2 separate regions of the Hordeum vulgare genome follow, and region 1 is linked to region 2. Evidence: chromatin contacts called from public Hi-C data. All regions are on one chromosome and are shown on one strand. Each heading gives the region's core, a stretch centred on a gene start, on an enhancer-like site or on the middle of the called end of the contact. The rest is flanking DNA. Distances are from core to core; before and after follow the strand shown. Region 1 has its middle 160 kb from the start of LOC123410214. Region 2 holds the start of LOC123409943 (beta-glucuronosyltransferase GlcAT14A-like).

Region 1 (6,480 bases), core at 2,848-5,347, 220 kb after region 2:
CACTAACCGGATGACTCTGAGTAGTAAACCGGATTCGTATAGTGGAGCACTCATGTGGAATAGTTCCAAATGGTGCATGGTAGCAGTATCTATAGGAAGACATAGAGATTTGTAAAGCACACACAGATATGAAAGGTTCAGACCTGTTGACTAATAAACCTCTCTCACAAGCAAGACATGATCGAACCCGAGAAATCTATGGGTGTTGGATTCATTGAAATCACATAGTGATGTGAACTAGATTATTGACTCTAGTGCAAGTGGGAGACTGTTGGAAATGTGCCCTAGAGGCAATAATAAAATGGTTATTATTATATTTCCAGTTCATGATAATTGTCTATTATTCATGCTATAAGTGTATTAACCGGAAACCGTAATACATGTGTGAATACATAGATCACAATGTGTCCCTAGTGAGCCTCTAGTTGGCTAGCTCGTTAATCAATGGATGATCATGGTTTCCTGATCATGGACATTGGATGTCATTGTTAACGGGATCACATCATTAGGAGAATGATGCGATGGACAAGATCCGATCCTAAGCATAGCACTAGATCGTGTTGTTCGTATGCTAAAGCTTTTCTAATGTCAAGTATCTTTTCCTTAGACCGTGAAATTGTGCAACTCCCGGATACTGTAGGAGTGCTTTGGGTGTATCAAACGTCACAACGTAACTGGGTGACTATAAAGGTGCACTACGGGTATCTCCGAAAGTGTCTACTGGGTTGGTACGAATCGAGAACGGGATTTGTCACTTTGTGTGAATAATAGGTATCTCTGGGCCCACTCGGTAGAACATCATTGTAATGAGCTCAGTGTGACTAAGGAGTTAACCACGGGATGATGTGCTACGGAACGAGTAAATAGACTTGCCGGTAACGATATTGGACAAGGTATGGGGATACCGACGATCGAATCTCGCGCAAAGTATCATATCGATAGACAAAGGGAACTGCATACGGGATTAAGTGAATCCTTGACATCATGGTTCATCCGATGAGATCATCGTGGAACATGTGGGAACCAATATGGATATCCAGACCCCGTTGTTGGTTATTGACCGGAGAGTGTCTCGGTCATGTGTGCATGCTTCCCGAACCCGTAGGGTCTACACAATTAAGGTTCGATGACGCTAGGGTTATATGGGAATAGTGTACGAGGTCACCGAAGGTTGTTCGGAGTCCCGGATGAGATCTCGGATGTCGCGAGGAGCTCTGGAATGGTCCGGAGGTGAAGACTGATATATAGGATGATGGGTTGTGGACACTGAAAATGTTTCGGGCGTCATTGGTAATGTATCGTGACCATCGGAAGGGTTTCGGGGGTCCACCGGGAGTGTCCATCAGCCCCAAAGGGTGACATGGGCTAGAAGGTGGAAGGGAACCAGCCCAGAGTGGGCTCGTGCGCCTCCCAGCAAGGCCCAAGGCGCTGGTTGAGAGGGAAGGGGGAAGCCACAACCCCTCCTCCCTTCCTGGCCGCCAGCACCAACCCTAGATGGGGGCTGCCGCCCACCTTGGGGTTGGGAACCCTAAAGGGGCGCCCCCTCCCTCTCCCCCTATATATAGTGGAGGGTTTGGCCTTTGGAGAACACACAGAAATCGTTTCTTCCCTCTCCACGCAGCCGAGTTCTTCCTCCTCTTCCGCGCAGCTTGGGGAAGCTCCGCCGGAATCCCTCGTAGCTCCACCGCCACCATGCCGTCGCGCTGCCGGAGCTCTCCCTCAACCTCTCCCTCCTCCTTGCTGGATCAAGGTGCGGGAGACGTCGCCGGGCTGTACGTGTGTTGAACACGGAGGTGCCGTGGTTCGGCACGTAGATCGGAATCACACCGCGATCTGAATCGCTGCGAGTACGACTCCATCGACCGTGTTCCAGTAACGCTTCCGCTTAGCGATCTTCAAAGGTATGAAGATGCTCTACCCCATTACTCGTTGCTCGTTTCTCCATAGATAGACCCTTGTTTGGCATAGGAAATTCTTTGAAATTATGACATTCCCCAACACTCCATGCCATGGATCGGATCGAGGCTAGTGGCCAACCATACATCACACAAAAGCTCGTCCTCCCGCATGTTGAAGCTCTCTCCTCTACCCTTCTTCTCTGGATCACCGGTTGTACCATCCGGATCATCGTCCTTGCTATCACCATCCTCCTCCTTTTCCTTCTCCTCTTGTCGTTGTCCGACTGTCCAATGTTGTTGTTGTTGTGTGCCCACGCCAGTCTTGGTGTATGATTGTTGTGTGTCCGTCTCGGTGTACGGATGTTGCATCGGGTAGTTGCCGGACTAGGTGGGATTTTGTGTCTTCCACAAATATGTCCTCACAGCCATATCCTCCTCCCTCGCCCACATCATGGATGACGTCGAGTATCTCACTGGTCGTCATACGCCAGGTCTCTCGCTCTAGGCATTGCAGGAATAGTGTGTGGGCACCCGCATGCTCCGCGCCCGTCGTCTGAGACTGGACAAGCTGCAACGAAGAACACTCGGAGAAGAGCGGAGCATGTTTACGTCGACACTGTAAGGCACCTTCCTTGTGGCGGTTCCGAGTTGCTTGGCGGCGTAGTAGCACGGAGGTTTGTAATGCTCCGGCCAATGTGACGTATGTACTATGGGCATGCCGGTCTTTGCATCGCGGCCTCCATCGAGACGTCCGCTACGTCCAACATCAACACGCCCACCAACGGCCATCAACTTCTTGAGCTTCTCCGCTTTTGCGACTTTTGCTTTGACACGACGAGTTTGCCGTGTAGCAGAGCCGGTCTTCTAGGCGAGCACGATGCTCAGATTCTCCGGCACCTCCACTACCTCCATCTTCGACAAGTTCTCCTTCGGTTCCATGCATCAGCGGAGGAAGGAAGGAGAGGGTGGTGGAAGGGCGTGAATTGGGTGGAGAGTGGCGGGGAATGGAAGAAGGGAGTGGGGATTTTGGCATGGAAACAATATGGATTGCTACAAAAGCATGGGCTCGGCCTTCCTTTTGGTTGGGCCCCCCCGGGGGGGGGGGGGTCAGAGTGTGACGTTTATCCTGTCTAAACTACCGCAAAGCCGCCCCCACCCCCGCCAGCATTTGTCTCTAATTTGCTGTAAAAAGCACGTCCCGACCGCTCGGTGAACCGATACTTACCCACCTTGGATGCCTTTCGTGATACGGACGGTTTGAGGGTCGACGTTGGAGTTGCCCTTATTACATTATCATAAATGTAGTACCCAAAAGTTAGCGGACAACGCTGTTCACTCAGAACTTCTAAAAATCTAAAAATTCAGCGTCATCTATTTTGGAAGTGAGTATGATCTTTTTTAAACCACTAGATTATCTCCAGGTTAAGTGGGACAATGTGGTCGTCGTTCTGCGGAAGGAAGTGATGCAAGGACATGTACAATGGTGCTATTTTAGGAGGTAGTATAGAATAAACGTTGAGGTTGAGAAAAGAAAAATCATAAAAAAATGTGTCTTTGTTTATTTAAGAGATGATCTCTTAACATAATACGTTTCACCACATTTTAAGAAATAACTAGTTATTAAAAGTAAGCCTAAGAAATAACCTGTTGTAAACATGTTTTTATTGTCATCTTTAAATTACATGCAAAGCTTTAAATAAAATTATTTTATTAATCATTGTACACGTCCTTATCTTATTTGTTTATCGTGCTATCTTAACAATGTCTATAGGATAAATAACTAGATAAACTGAAGAGGAACAAAGAAAAGAAACGCTTTGACTTACCTTATTTAAGAGATGATCTTCTAGCAACTAATCTCTCATAATATTTTATGAAGCTAGAAAAAATTAAGAGACTAACCATTTACAACATTTTTTCTGTGATTTCTAAGTTACACGACATAATTAAAATATTGTTTTATCAACCATTATACATATCATAAAACATCTATTCAGAGTAAATTATTTCCCATGACAGTGGTTGTAAGAAATGATGAAGTGCTCCATTTGTATATTTTATATCATACTAGGTGACAGTTCGGCAGCATCGTGAGCAATCTTCAAATCATTCGAGAAATATCGTGCTGGGCGAGTCCAGTGTGTGTCCTAAGCGTCCAGTCACTCATCGCCTCGGCCTGCAGCCTCAGATGTGGACGCGCCTGCGCGCGGTACCACATGTAGGCCAGACACGTAGCCGCTATCTAGTCACGATCGGCTGCCCAGTTTGTTATCGCGTCATTGCACAATAATCCGCTACTTTTTTGCCGTTAAAATGTGTAACGCACGGCAGGAGCCTTGTCCAGCCATGTTGCTTTCATACAGCCGAAGATCTCCAACCTGAAAATAATATTCAGATTGTATAAGTGCACATGTTATGCATCATGTGGAACAACAGCAACATAACACATGCAAATTCGATTTGTTTTGCGAACTTGAATGATTAGAAGGACAATTGTCATGGTATTTTCACGGCAGATGCCAGAGAATGACTTGGATCGTGGTTTAGGACCGACGGGCGTCGGCGGTGTCTGGGAACAGATGAAGGCGCGGGATACATGACACAGATCTAGCCAGGTTCAGAGCCCTCCGATGGAGGTAAAACCCCTAATCCTGCCGGAGCGATTATAGGTGGTCACAGTACAGGATGCTCCTTGAGCTGTTTGTGAGGAGGAAGATGGAGCTCTCGCTACCAACCTTGTTGCGTGTGTAGTGTGTAATATGGTGTACGTCAAGTGCTCGCTTGCCCACCACTCTGTGTAGGGTTGGAGTTCGGCTTTGTAGTGTAGCCGGGTGGTTACAATATTGGGGAAAAAGAGGGGTGGGCCCCAGCCGCCAGCCTCTCAGGCTGGCCGTGGGGCCCGCCGGTTGTCGGGTCTTGTCTAGCACAAGCCTGTCGGCCGCGCACCACTATGATCAGCGTGCTCCCTCGTCATGGAGTAGGTAGATGCACGCTTTCTACAGGGACGACTCACCCAGTCAGCCTCAGCCGTGACCGCGGTCCTGTAGCCTCGCTCGCTCGCATGATGAGGCCGTGTAGCCACACGGAGCTTGTCAATGCGTCATGTAGCCGCGCACGCCCCTCGTCGGGGTCTAGTTTTGTCACCGTACGCTGGTACGGGTGGATGGGAAGGGCGTTGACCCGTCGGCTGTCGTTGGGGCGAGCCGGACGTGCCGGCTATCACTAGCCGGCCAACAGTGTGGCGGCCGGATAGGCCGCCTGTCGTGAGCCGGACTAGGGGGCAAGCCGGCCCAAAATCCCCGTCTATCTGGGAGTTGGGTTTCCTCCGCTTTGGTGTACCCACGGGCCATATCCCCGTCAGTAGCCCCCAAAGCCGTTGGGGTCCAGAGGCCTCCGAACGAGGGGGGCCAGCGGCTTCTCCTCACAGATAGATGGCGTTGAAGTCGATGTGTCCCTCGGGGGCCGGTGGGCGGAACATTGAGCACGAGCGGCCGACACGGACGACCGGCTGGCGCCCCGGCTCCTGGGGTCTCGCGACGTCACTTCGGGTACGATGTCGACTGATACGCGCCACGTGTGGCCTATTTGAGGGGGACGGGCCCACCACCACTCGCGTGATGGGACGCTGCTGTAGGCCTAGCCCGCTAGGCCTCGACCCGTGAGTGGGATCTTCAGCGGGCGCGGGTCGTCGTTTGGGGTTCTGTGCGCAATTAATGCGCACGCATGTCTCGAGTTAGTGGGGGGTGTAGGCATAACTGATCACACGCCCCCACTTCTTCCTGGCCTTTATAAGGGGAGGATGAAGAGAGGACGAGGCCGCATGCACTCTTCTCCCACTCCTCATCTCCCACCTTGCGCCATCGTTCGAGCACGGGGGTGTCCTTCGCCGCCGTCTCCCTTCCTCCTCACGCCCGCAACGCTCACTGCCGCCCCTCCTTCCTTCACGCACCTTCAGCACTTCCTCACGGTCGACCCGCTGGGTGGACGTGTCTCCATCTGCTTCTTTGTCGCGCCACCTCGACAAATATGGAGATGGCAGCGTCGGTCGCCGGTTCGTGGGAGGGCTCGCTGATCACCAACAAGCACATCGACTACCTCCGACGGACGTGCAAGACCCCGTCGGTGGAGCGGGTGGAGACTCGTGCATCAGGGAGCGAGCGTGTGTCGGCACCTGATACATCTCCAACGTATCTATAATTTATGAAGTATTCATGCCATGTTTACAATAATTCTATATGATTTTGGTATGCTTTTATTAGAACTAACCCAGACGGACGTTGTTTTCAGCAGAGCTACCATGGTGTTGTTTTTGTGTAGAAATAAAAGTTTTCGTCATGGGCTGAAAATTTATGGAGAATATTTTTGGAAAATATGAAAAATAATGGAGCAAAAAGATACCGGAGAGGAGTCCCGAGGCATCCACAAGCCACGAAGGCGTGCCCCCCTAGGGCGCGCCCCTGGCTTGTGGGCCCCTCGAGCACTCCCTTGACGTGATTCCAACGCCAAATATTCTTATAAATACAGAAACCCCTGAAAAGAAACCTAGATCGAGAGTTCCGCCGCCGCAAGCTTCCAGAGCCAC
Region 2 (6,451 bases), core at 2,274-4,773:
TAGGCAAAAAAGTAAATGCTCTGAACTGACTGATTGGTTCATGATGATGCTTACTTAGTAAGTACTCCCTCCGTTCCTAAATATAAGTCTTTTTAGAGATTCCATTACGGACTACTCCCTCCGTTCCTAAATATAAGTCTTTTTAGAGGTTTCACTATTAGACTACATACGGATGTATATAGACACACTTTAGAGCATACATTCAATCATTTTGTTCCGTATGTAGACCCCTAGTGAAATCGTTTAAAAGACTTATATTTAGGAACGGAGGGAGTACATAGGAATGTACATACTTTAGAGTGTAGATTCACTCATTTTGCTCCGTATGTAGTCCATAGTGGAATCTCTAAAAAGAATTATATTTAGTAACCGAGGAAGTAGGAAACAAGATAACTATCACTTGTGTCATCGTTGGTCCAAAGTTGGTCTATCTCTATACTGAAGAAAAAAAATCACTCTGAACTCTGAAGACATCGGCGGAGCAAAATCTTAACACTGGACTTGATACTCTAAATTTAGTTCCCTTCAAGAAGATTTTGAATGCCTGGACAGAATTGTGTGGCACACTTGGAGAACTACAATGAAAGCTAATAAGCTATTCAGCCCACCACTGCTATCTTCATATTTTTCCCTTTTTTGACGTAAGAAATAAAGTGAACATTGATAAGAGATTATGTTGATGTAGCAACTGTTCGGTGTTCAATGATAAGAACATATAAATTAAAATGCGAGTTTCCAGAAATAGTACTAGGTACTACTAGTGATTAGTAGCATTAATTGATGCAACATCACATTAAAACTAGTTTACAACTTGGCACTAGAAGGCTGGTTGTAATGGGTAGTATCATATACTAGTATCATGCATATGATACTAGTGTATGATACCACATCCGTAATGCGTAGTATCATATGTTAGTATCATGGGGTAGTTCATTTATTACCATGCAAGACACATAGTAGCACAACATTTAATATGATATGGTATCATGATACGATACTCAACCCTCTCTTTCTTCATTTAATTCTATGCCACCTCATCGAAATTGCCTAGTTAGCATGCATGATACTACCTATGATACTCCCATTACGGGCAGCCTAAATGTTTTAAACGCTGAGCTAGTAAAACATAAGAACCCTATCATACAAGAGTTCATATCATGGCTCATGCTTACCAAAAAAGAGTTAGCCTTTTAACACAAAGATGTAAAATATAAGTGTTCCTTTTGCGTGCCTCTCAAGAAAATTCAACAAGCAATAGGATGAGCTCTCAGTAATAGTAGATCATAATTTCACAACGAAATAATAATTAAATGATAAATAACACTAGAATGTAAATGCACGGTAATTATCAGCAACTCAAGTGCGGAAAAACGAAGGACATGAACAACATAGCTGATATATTGCATTAGCCATCAGGGAGGAAACATTTACCAGTGAAGAGCTTGAACGCGGTCGGCACACTTCTTTTCTCTGTAATCCAGAAAACATCAGACTTCTGCAGGCTATATAGGCCTGGGTCGACGATCACAGGCTTTGCCCTCTGGTACCTACACAGAGACATTTAGCCACCGCACAACTTGTATGTGAACAAATAACAGCAAAATTCCATGCTTACTCCTTCCATCCGATGTCACTGGTATGCTCGATGAAGTTAAGCTCCCTTGGCAGGCCAGAGAGCACATACAACAGATCTGCAAATAATGCAAGAGAAGTCAGATAAACAGAGAGCTGTGCTATGTTAATCCTACATCAGTCCCTTATTCCTCAGAGACAAATCCTACTAATTAAATCCAAGTGGGATCATAGGCATGGCAACAAAGTTGGCACCGCAGCAGAAAGGAAGATGAGCACAGGGCAGATATCGGATTTGGAACGACCCACTTTATTCCCATGAACAATCCAGAACAAGCCAATACAGGAGTAGATCGACACGGGAAAGGTGAAGCAGGATTGGGTTCAGGAGAAGAGACCAGCAGAAGCATCCATATATCCATATAAAGAAAGAAACGCCCAAAGATGTGGTGGCTTCCCCCATATACCACCTAGAACGGACATAAGTGATCAAATCTAACCAAATCCCCAAACCAGTGGAAGCAACTGTGCATAAATTAACCTAGACATGGCACTTCAATTAATAAGCGTATAAAAATCGCGTCTTTTTCCCCCGAACTGCTGTTCGACATAACCACGGGCGTCCAGTTTGAAAATTGGAGCCCCGGTAGCCTCCAGTGAGCGCGACGTGGGTTTGATCTCGCCGAAATCGGCACGAGGGCGAGCAGAGATCGCGAAATTCGGATCGGAGGTGGTGTGTTAGTGCGATCCAATCGCAGAATTGAGGTGGGGGTTGCAGATCGCATCTGCCCGCGCTTACCGTCCTGCGAGACGAGGGGGTAGTCGGAGGCGGAGAGGTTGATGAACCAGTCCCAATCGCCGCCGTCGCGCAGGAGGATGGCGGCGGCGTGCAGCGTGTTGGCCACCATGGTCGGGCCCCGGTAGGTGACGAGGTTGGCGCGCGTGACGACCTTGACGTTGCGGAAGCGGGAGTAGACGGGGTCGGCGCGCACGGCGGCGGCCAGGTCGGCGCGCTCGGCGGCGGGCGCCTCGAGGTCGAGGTGCACGACGTAGCGGTTGGCCGGGTGGTAGAGCGCCCTGAGCGTCCGGCGCAGCGCGACCCCGTCCCCGGCGGAGCCGGACACGAGGTAGGCGATCCTGGGCACGGCGCGGTGCGGGCGGGCGTGCGCCTCCTGCTCCTGCTGCCGCAGCTTGGCCTCGACGAAGAGCGGTTCCGCGGAGGCCGCGGACGGGAGCGGGGAGAAGGAGAGGAGCAGCGCCCGGGACGAGGAGAAGAAGAGGGAGGCCGAGATGAGGAGCGACGAGAGCAGCACGGATGCGAGCAGCGGCGCCGCCCACCGCCTGTGGTGGTGCAGCGGCCCCGCCGATGCGCCCCCGCTCCCCGGCGACGGCGGCTTGGTCTCCATCATCGCACCCTCGCCGCCCCCTTGTCTCTCTCGGTCAATCTATGTTTATAGATATCTCTCTCCTCCTCCGGCCTGGCGTCCGGCGGGATCGCGCTCCGTCCGTGGGGGATCAGTCGCCGGGGCGCGCGGCGGCGGTGGTGCGGGATTAAATGTGGCCGGCGACGGTTGGTGTTGGTGTTGTGGCGTGTCGTGGGGGGTGGGGTGGGGTGGGGTGGTGCTGGTGGTGGTGAGACTACCGCTCGCTCGCTCCCTCCTCTCTCTCTTCCCTCTCTCCAGGGGCAGGGGCAGGGGTGGACGGGGCGCTGGCGGGTCACGAGACGAGGAGGGCGGAGGCAGGTCGCGCGGAATTAAGCGCAAAATCTACGGGGGAAACCGTGCAACCCTCCGGTTGGTGCGTGCGTCCCTGCTGACGGACGAGCTGAGCTGAGTCGAGTCGAGTCGGGTTGGCCAATGCGCACCGCCCGATGGAGGAAGTGGAGTGAGGAGCTGGGTTTGGAATTTCGGTGCCGAATCGGGGAGGGGAGATGCCTCTCATCTGGGATGAACTTTCGATGTTCGATTTGTTTGCACTCCATCCTTAGGCCAGCTTATATAGGAGTATTATTAAATAAAATACTACTGTATACGAGTACTACAGTCAGAGTGCATTTACACTTTTTTCTCCAACTCCAAAGGTGGTCGTGAGGATAAGTATGTGAATAAGAGCAAGTACAATAGAGCTGAGTCGGCTGACTATAAGGAATAAACTAATATATTTTTGTTTAGTTAGAGGAATGAGAAGAGAAGAGAGAAGGTAAGCAGGCTCTTAGCTCAGAGTCAGCTCTAGCACGTGCTCCTAAGCATTTTATGAGTATGAAAAGTGGACCATATAATAAAGAACTACTACACTTTTGCAATGAACTATTATACATGTTGGCTACAAGGTGAGCTATAGATGACATGGCAATGGCTTATAGCCAGCAGCTGGCTATACTATTGTACTTGCTCTAATCGAAACACCGACGTCAAGTGGAGTACAATTTAATGGTGGTAGTAATTGGGTGTTGTTGTTGTTTTTTTACACACAAACAGATGCAAGCGCTCATATAAATGCACATACGCTTATCCTTACGAACACATATAGGCATTCCTTATCCTATGAGCATCTTCAAGAAACTGGACCAATATGTCATCTTGAGATTTATAGAGTTACCGTCGGCGTTTTATTGTCGACAGAAACGTCTTTTCTTACTGAATGCGCATCTACGATAACCTTAAAATAAATTCAAAAATAATACGATCATCGTTTCTCTAATTATTCAATCATGGGTTGGTTTGTTGTTACTCTATCCTTCGAGGACAGTTATTTTAGACCAAACCTAGACAAAAATAGTAAGCATGCAATATAACGACGTAATTAATACTGGTATTATAATCAAACATAGCCAAAAAAATAAGCATGTAATATAATGACATAATTTAATACAGGTATTATAACCAAACATAGAGAAAAAGAAAAAACATATAGTAGAACGACATTATTTAATACCAGTATTATACTTTGGCAGCTATTGTAGATTATTTGGGAGTTGTTATTTTATTATGTTGGAATTTGATCTATATATAGATTAACCCAATAACATTTTCACAATTCCTAATAAATCATAAAGACTCACTCAACCTATTCATGCAAGGCAAGAGGTGAAACAAAAGTTTAGTTCCATACTGTGAATTTATTAGGAGTTGGAATTCTTTATAAGGAAGGTTGTCTCTCCACATGTATGAACATGAGAACAATAAAAACATATACGCGCGTTCCTCCTCCGTCATCCGCCTCGTCACGCCGAGGGTTGTTGGAATGAGCCGAGCCGTCTAAATTTTTGCCATGCATGACTGATATGTGAAAGGTTGCACGGAAGGTGAAAAGTTTTTGTTGTAGTAGGGGTTGAATACGAATGTTGCACCTTTCAGCTCCTAGTTGTTTGCTTCATCTCTCATCTTTTCGCTCTGTCTTTTGTCACAACCTATTCTATAAGAGAGGTCGCTCCTCTCCATAAGAAACACAAGACCAACAGCTTCCTCAGGCCATCTAGTTACAAAGCTCTGACCTACTGCTAGGTTCTTTCCCATTCCGGATTGCGGTATGCACCGCAGTATGGGACAATAGGCCTTCGAAATCCACCTCATTGAATCATGTACGGGAGAAGGGTGATAATGTTTTTGGGGAGCACTTTGCGCGGCTACTGACCTCTTCATCATGGACGCCACGAACACTGACAACTACTTCCCCAACGATGATTTCTTCCACGACGTCGACAACCTCTTCGACGACATGGGTGACAACTGTTGGGGAACGTTGCATGGAGAACAAAAAAAATCATACGATCACCCAAGATCTATCTATGGAGATGAACATCTATGAGAGGGGGTGCATCTACATATCCTTGTAGATCGCTAAGCGGAAGCATTGAGAAACGCGGTTGATGTAGGAAACCTTAACCATCTTTGACCAACGAGCTAGTACAACACAGGCTTACTAGGGGCATTGTGTTGTCTATGTATCCACATATGTATTTGAGTTTTCAATCAATACAATTATAGCATGGATAATAAACAATTATCATGAACAAGGAAATATAATAATAACCACTTTATTATTGCCTCTAGGGCATATTTCCAACAACAACAACGTCAACGCCAACGCCAATGCTAATACTACTTCCGCTGCTTAGTATGTGTTCGTGTCTTTACTGTTCGAGATCCTACGATAGTTTGTTGGTCTAGTATCTGTTCTAGATTTATTCTTTTCTAGCACGCGTGTTGAGATGATATTTGCCTCATATCTAATAGATTGGCTACCTAGTCTTGCTTCTGTTGTTATGGCCTACTTTCCTCAAGTTTGCATGACTAGTCTTGACTTTTATACAATGATCATGGTTTATCTACCATTTATTTATTTTAAATCATTCGGTAAATTGCTCATATTTCCAAAAAAAAATAAAAAACCTTATTATACGCAATTTACCCCGAGTGGTTTTGTTGCTTCCATGAGGCCTCCTATGTTTGAGGGTGTGCATTATAGGAGGTGGCGTGTGAGGGTCGTTCTATGTTTTCAAACCATGAGCTGTTATGATGCCACTATTGGCAAACCATAAGGAGTTCCTGATCCTCAGGAGGAACAATCTTTTCAGAAAACTATACCTTGTAAAAGGCTGCTCTCTCAAGTGTTCTTGGTGAGAGCATACTTGATGCTTATGCATCAATTGATAATGGCAAAGATACGTGGGACGCAGTCGAGGACAAGTTTGGGTTCTCGGATGCTGGCACTGAGTTGTATATAATGGAACAATGCTATGATTACACGATTACTAAGGACCACTCCATGGTTGAGCAAGCTCATGAGATACAATCATTTGCTAGAGAACTTGAGCACTTCAATTGGATGTTACTAGATAGGTTTGTTGTTGGAGCCATCATCACTAAGCTTCCTCCCT

What was found. A called contact is a pair of places that touch in the nucleus more often than the background predicts.
Region 1: a contact with region 2 is called in a Hi-C map of leaf, with 2.7 times the contacts expected there. The contact joins the enhancer-like site here to the promoter of LOC123409943 in region 2. A contact is called at or near these places in 2 of 6 Hi-C or Micro-C datasets (leaf and seedling) and 1 of 1 datasets of contacts at active chromatin or transcription factors (embryo).

What each region holds. Positions count from the first base shown.
Region 1 is chr7H:488,132,889-488,139,368 of MorexV3_pseudomolecules_assembly, forward strand. No RefSeq gene overlaps it. Among protein-coding and RNA genes, the nearest start is that of LOC123410214, 160 kb to the right of the region's middle. Within about 2 kb of position 4,098, at least 3 of the 3 cell types and tissues checked have open chromatin away from gene starts, as enhancers often do. A contact at or near this core is called in leaf and seedling, where this site is marked.
Region 2 is chr7H:487,917,079-487,923,529 of MorexV3_pseudomolecules_assembly, forward strand. LOC123409943 (beta-glucuronosyltransferase GlcAT14A-like) reads right to left here and starts at 3,524. Exons shown (of 4, transcript XM_045102812.1): 1 at 2,372-3,524; 2 at 1,616-1,691; 3 at 1,432-1,547. The coding sequence starts at 2,981.